Regions from separate parts of the Mus musculus genome. Here region 1 is linked to region 2. The links are chromatin contacts, called in public Hi-C maps. All regions are on one chromosome and are shown on one strand. The core of a region is the stretch at or near the end of the contact, and the rest is flanking DNA. Distances in the headings are between cores, read along the strand shown. Region 1 overlaps Fggy (FGGY carbohydrate kinase domain containing). Region 2 overlaps Junos (a long non-coding RNA gene).

What was found. Hi-C and Micro-C count contacts between places; a contact is called where the count stands out from the background.
Region 1: a Hi-C map of muscle stem cells shows a contact between it and region 2, with 2.5 times the contacts expected there. The contact joins two enhancer-like sites. A contact is called at or near these places in 1 of 15 datasets of contacts at CTCF or cohesin (the NIH/3T3 cell line), 2 of 484 Hi-C or Micro-C datasets (bone marrow-derived macrophages and muscle stem cells), 2 of 115 datasets of contacts at active chromatin or transcription factors (both in embryonic stem cells) and 1 of 9 other capture datasets (embryonic stem cells).

Annotation. Positions count from the first base shown.
Region 1 is chr4:95,732,067-95,734,880 of GRCm38.p6, reverse strand. The region is part of intron 6 of Fggy (FGGY carbohydrate kinase domain containing); the gene reads right to left. Among named protein-coding and RNA genes, the nearest start is that of Fggy, 180 kb to the right of the region's middle. Within about 2 kb of position 1,325, at least 81 of the 459 cell types and tissues checked have an H3K27ac peak or open chromatin away from gene starts, as enhancers often do. A contact at or near this core is called in the NIH/3T3 cell line and muscle stem cells, where this site is marked.
Region 2 is chr4:95,081,309-95,084,008 of GRCm38.p6, reverse strand. All of the region lies in intron 1 of Junos (a long non-coding RNA gene), which reads right to left. Among named protein-coding and RNA genes, the nearest start is that of Junos, 30 kb to the right of the region's middle. Within about 2 kb of position 1,413, at least 142 of the 459 cell types and tissues checked have an H3K27ac peak or open chromatin away from gene starts, as enhancers often do. A contact at or near this core is called in the NIH/3T3 cell line and muscle stem cells, where this site is marked.

The DNA of each region.
Region 1 (2,814 bases), core at 76-2,575, 650 kb before region 2:
AAGAGAGAGAGAGAGAGAGAGAGAGAGAGAGAGAGAGAGAGAGAGAGAGAGAGAGAGAGGGAGGGAGGAGGAGTGGGGAGGGAGGGAGGGAAGGAGGAAGGAGGCAGGCAAGCAAGCAAACTAACAACAAATAAACAAACCATTTCATCTATTCTACAGAATCCTATATAGAAAATACTTGAGGAAGAATTAAGGTATGAATTTGGGAGAAAGACTGAGATAAAATATGGGACAAAGCCAGGATGTAGAATAGTGCTCTTAGGATCTCATATTTGTGATCCTTTTAAAGATTCTAAACATTCAAGTACATGAGCACATGTACTTCTAGAAGTTTCTAGAAAAATAAAAATTAAAAATTAAAAAAAAACCACTTGATTTCTGTAACAGTACAGATAGGATGTGCTGTGAAGTACTCTCCTGAACCATCTATGTCCTTCCAGATCATGACCTCGTGTGTTTGCTTAAAACAAACCAAATTGGCTTAAGTTTAAATAAAAACAAAATGAGAGCAAATTTCCTGCATCTTTTCCAAGTCCTGTTCCTCACGCTAAAGATAGGAGAGAAACCCATGGGCAATTCACCTACACTCTGATCTCTGGCTGTGTTACTTGTTCACCTTCAGATATCAGATGGCCCTGAGGATTCCTGGGCCCCATGAATTCCCATGTGAATGGACATATTTGGCCTGAGTGGTCCAAGCTGGAGCCTACAATTATCGGGTAGCTGCAGTCCCTCTTCACAAGCAGAGCTCCTATTACAACAAACCTTCCCCTACCAGTTTTTCAATTATCTATGACTAATGAGCACTCTGGGAACAGTTTCAGACACACACATAATCCTCTTTCCTGATGTCAGCAGCAGAAATTAATGACTATGTGGATTGCTGGGAGACAGAAGATGCATTATAATGGTCAACAGAACTGTTATCCTCTCCAGGAAGGGGGGGGAGGGTATTGAATTAACTGGAAGGTTCAGTGTTCCTTTGTATTCTGAGAGGGAGATGAAACACAGGGGGAGATCTGGCTCCAGGCCCACGGAAATGTCAGAGAGGTTTGGGCGTGGGTGGCATGCGACCCTGCTTCCTTATGCTTGCTGTGGAATGCTGGTACCAGCTCGGTTGGGCAAGGCTGACAGGCCAACCAGATTATGTCCAAGATTGTGCTAAAGGACACTTTGCCTTGCCAGTTGGAGAGAATGCTGGAATTATTTCAAACTCAAGTTACTTTCAATCTGATTTAAAAGTGGGTAACAAGACTGAGAACATACAATTCTCAATCACTATGCAGTATTCAGAGGCATTTCTTAAGTTTGGCGTTTCACACAGACATGACACATGCTTGAATGGTTCCAGAGAATGGTAAGGCCTATCCTGACTCAGATCACATGGGTAGGTCAGCTCTGAGGATTTTCTAGAAAACTGGGACAACTGATAGAAAATGGCTAAAAGGATTGTAGTAGTCTTGGCTCCTGAATTGGAGTTACACTTGTATTAAATGATTCATCCAAGTAGAGACTTCCTGAGAACCCAAAGCTAGTGTTCTTCTTCCACTCTTTAAGGACAGCATCTGATACACCTCCTAGAAATCATGTCATTGTGACTAGAAACTAAATTCCATTTCCATTACTGATTTCACATCAAATTGTATGATATTCATTATCACTTATTATAGAAACGGTGGGTGAATAGACATCTACTGTGTGCACACACTGTCCCAGAGTAGCACCTAGGTTAAGGATTAAGATAGAGGAGATCTTTCTAGCAGGTACTAGTTCTTTCTAATACCACTTCTGAATTACATCTGTTAGTTAACATGTCTTATAATTACTCCATAGTTTAGACAGTTTGATACACATGGAAGATCCCTGACTTTGTATTCTTACTTGGTATTAATATGCCTTATACTCCATATGCTTTAAATGTACTTTTAAATAACTCTTACATACCATATCCCTATATTTGGTTTTATACATCTCTTCCAGTAGAAAGATAATAGCTCACAGACTTTTCTCTCTACATCTTATTTCTTTCACTCCCAAGTATCTAAAACATACTTTTAAAAGTAATGTTTACTTTAGCAAAATTACACATTTTTGTTTATTTTTTAAGATCATAAGACATAGATCAATCACCTTGAACAAAAAGATTAAAGTTGCACACCTATATGTGCCCACCTTGTACAGAGTTTCAGTAGAAAGTAAACAAAACAGATGAACACTAAATTTGACTCTCAACCCTGGATATTACTGGGGGATAAATTAGTAAATTAGTAAAGAAACTAATATAATCCCACCAGTGATCCACTCTCATTTCTAACTCAGGACAATGACACACATCAAGAGCAATGTACATACCTAGAAAATGGCAGAAGGCATGCTGGCACAAAGACTCTTCCTATGGCAGCAAGAGACTACATATACCAGATTCTTGCAGAATACAGCTCTCAAGTCCTCCCAGCTGGACAAGCTGGTTCAAAGAAATCTAATTAGCAACTAGTTACTGCAGTAGGTCAGTGAGCTGAAGAGCAGTATGAACATCTTGTATTTCAACAACATAATTATTCAAGTCCATGAGCTGTTGGTAACTGTTCTTGGAACATTTCTGTTCGTATAACTTTCCGTCCTAATAACAAATCAATGAAATGCAAATTGTTTTAGAAAGCAATATATGTAGGTCCTATAACTTAGGGTTGAAGTATTAGAGTTTATTATTTCATAGAATAGAAACAAAACTACAAAAGAATTTCAAAATTTATTCATCTACCCAGGAAGGGAAGAGAGGGGTTACATTTGAGGATCAGATCAGGGTCAGGATTC
Region 2 (2,700 bases), core at 164-2,663:
TCTGCCTCCTCAAGATTCCATGCCCTTTCCAAACAGCACCACCAAACAGCTGGAAAACAAGTGCCAACCCAGGAGCCAAGAAGGGGCACAGCTCTTTAAATCACAGTAGCGGCAATGGCCATGGACTCCAAGAGGATGCTCACAACAGTCTGTACATGCTCACTGATGCCCACAACAAACCTGCGAAGAAGACAAGCAGACACTTTTAACTTTGTTTGTTTGTTTGTCTGTTTGTTTGTTTGTTTGTTTTGTTTGTTTGTTTTTGAAAAATAGGTATTTAGGATTCAAAAAGATCAATCCTTCTGAGGTCATAAAGGTAGTAGACAGTTGAAGTAGAAGCAAGCCAAGATCTTTGCTCTGTCCTGACCCTCTATTCTTTAGACTACAGTGACTCCAAGCTGATTTTGGAATCCTAGACATAAGTCACTGCGCTGCTCACCAGCTTGAACGACCAGCTTGCCACCCTGGGAATTTCCTCCGGGTAAACACGTGCTTGGAGACACTAGAGAGTAAACACACAATCCCTGCCCTCATGAGGCCCACAGACTTGTCATGCAATGCACAAGACAAATCCTGTCTGCCATGAGCACTACATCAGAATTAAAGTAATTAATAGGGACATTAAGCACCCTTCATTGAGCATGTACTATGCATCAGGTTCTGTCCTGAACACTTTGCTAGGCAGTGAGTAGCATGAAACACCACCTGCTTAGCTCACAGCCAGAGTTTAAGGACTGGCAGTCATTTTGACGATAGTTTTAAAAATAAAACCAGGGGTTCTTACCTACAGAACAAGGAAAGAACATTTTACATTGAAACAACGTGGAATAATATTTTGGAGAAGCAACTAATCCCCTGAGAAGTGAGACTAGTGGGGGAGGGGTTGATGAAGCAAGTAATCACTACAATGGGGACATCCCTACCATCTCGGGAAGCACTTGAGAAGACCTGGGTATGAGCAGCACTAGGGGAAGGAGAGGAGACATTATTTTAGGACAGGCAGAGACTGGCTACAAAGGGATGGCCTACAGCTGGAAAGCCCAGAGAGGCTAAGCTCTCCCCAGGCTTGACCTGGCTCCAAGGGGAGGCACAGATGGCCAAGGCTATTTGTTTGTACATTACATTTTTCCTGAACAGATTCCAAATCCTAGTTTCCAAAGAAAGGAGAAAACAGACTTATTGGGCCAAAGGCTTTCCCTGAGAAATGTCCTTGTGGCTATGTGCCAGCATAGGATTCCCCCCACAGCCCAGAGCAGCAGACGGCAGGCTGGAGCCTTCCCCAAACCTTTCAATAAGGCAGGGATTAGAAGTTATTCCCTGGGAGATTTTCAAGAGTCATGTGCCCAGCAGCTCTGCCCTAGTATTTAGGCCCACCCAACTTTGGCATGTATCCTGGTGACGTTTCAGTCCCTCCCAGGCCCGCCCTCCCCTTTCCTGTTTGGCATGGCCCAATGCTTCCTGCCAGGCCATACCTCCTCTGAGTGTTCCCTGAGAGTGGTGTTCCCAACCTCTGACCCCCAAAGCTCAGTAGGTTGTAACTATGACTTCAGTGCTGGACAGAGCCATGGACATGATTTTGCTAGTAGCCATTCTACCGCCCTGTTATGGTGTTGCCCACTACACAGGCTCATGCCCCAGCACTCCCTGCACACCCCCTGTCTATCATAAACCAAGGACAAGCAGGGAGGAACAGCCCTGGGTGTTAATGGTAAAAGGAGCTAGGGGCATCTTTTGCTGCAAACTTTGAAAAATACAATTCAGTGGGTCAGTCTGTTTTTAAATCACACTCAGGGAACTCTGCAGTGCCGCAGAAAGTGGGGTTGGGGGAAAAAGACATTTTTTTTCCTGACATTTTGTTAGGAAAGAACAAGGGTATCTAAGTCGGATGCTTCTGCTCAATTCCTTGATCTTCTTATTATGACACCCCCCCCCTCGTGCAACGCTGAAAGGCTAACCTCTCAGACTATCACACACTCAGGTGTCTGTGGTAAGGCCTCAGCAGGAGAGCACACATTTGGCCTGAGGTGACATGCGAGTTCAACGCTGTCCATTACCTCTCAGGCCGCCCCTTCCTTCCCTGAAATCTGAAGGCAGCCGTGCTGGAGCTCTGGTCTGTTTTACTTCACAGGCTGTTTGTCACATGTGAAGCTGAGTCACCCTGAGTTCCTGCAGCCTCGAGGCCGTGCTCTCCTGAAAAGGATGTGTAGCTGCGCCAGTCCCAGGTTCTGGGTGGACATGCCGTTCTGGGAACCCTGCAAAAGCTGACTGGAGATGTGAGATTGCTCACACAGGCCTGGGCTTCTGTGGCCCTGAGTGCTTTCTTGTGCTAGGGCATTTCTAGTGAGAATGCAGACATATGAGCCTACAGGCCATGGGGAGGAGTGGAAGTACTGCTGAGAAACAGCATGTGTGGCACTCAGCACCCCGGTAGGCACCCAGGGGGACCCCAGTGGTGGTCTAGGGGAGGAGAAATGGACTAATGACCATGAGACAAGGAAGAAGAGAGAACTGTCATAGCCTTCTCTTAGCACTCTGTAAGACAGCTCTCCGCCCTGCTCCTGTTTGGAGAGGCAGGCTTACCTCCACTTCCAGATGAGAAGTGGATGCCTTAGTGAAGTGGTTAGCTGGGGTCACACTAGGTAGCTGTGGTCCCATGTGGCTTTGTCGCCTGCACTCATGTGGCTCACATAACAAACTGGT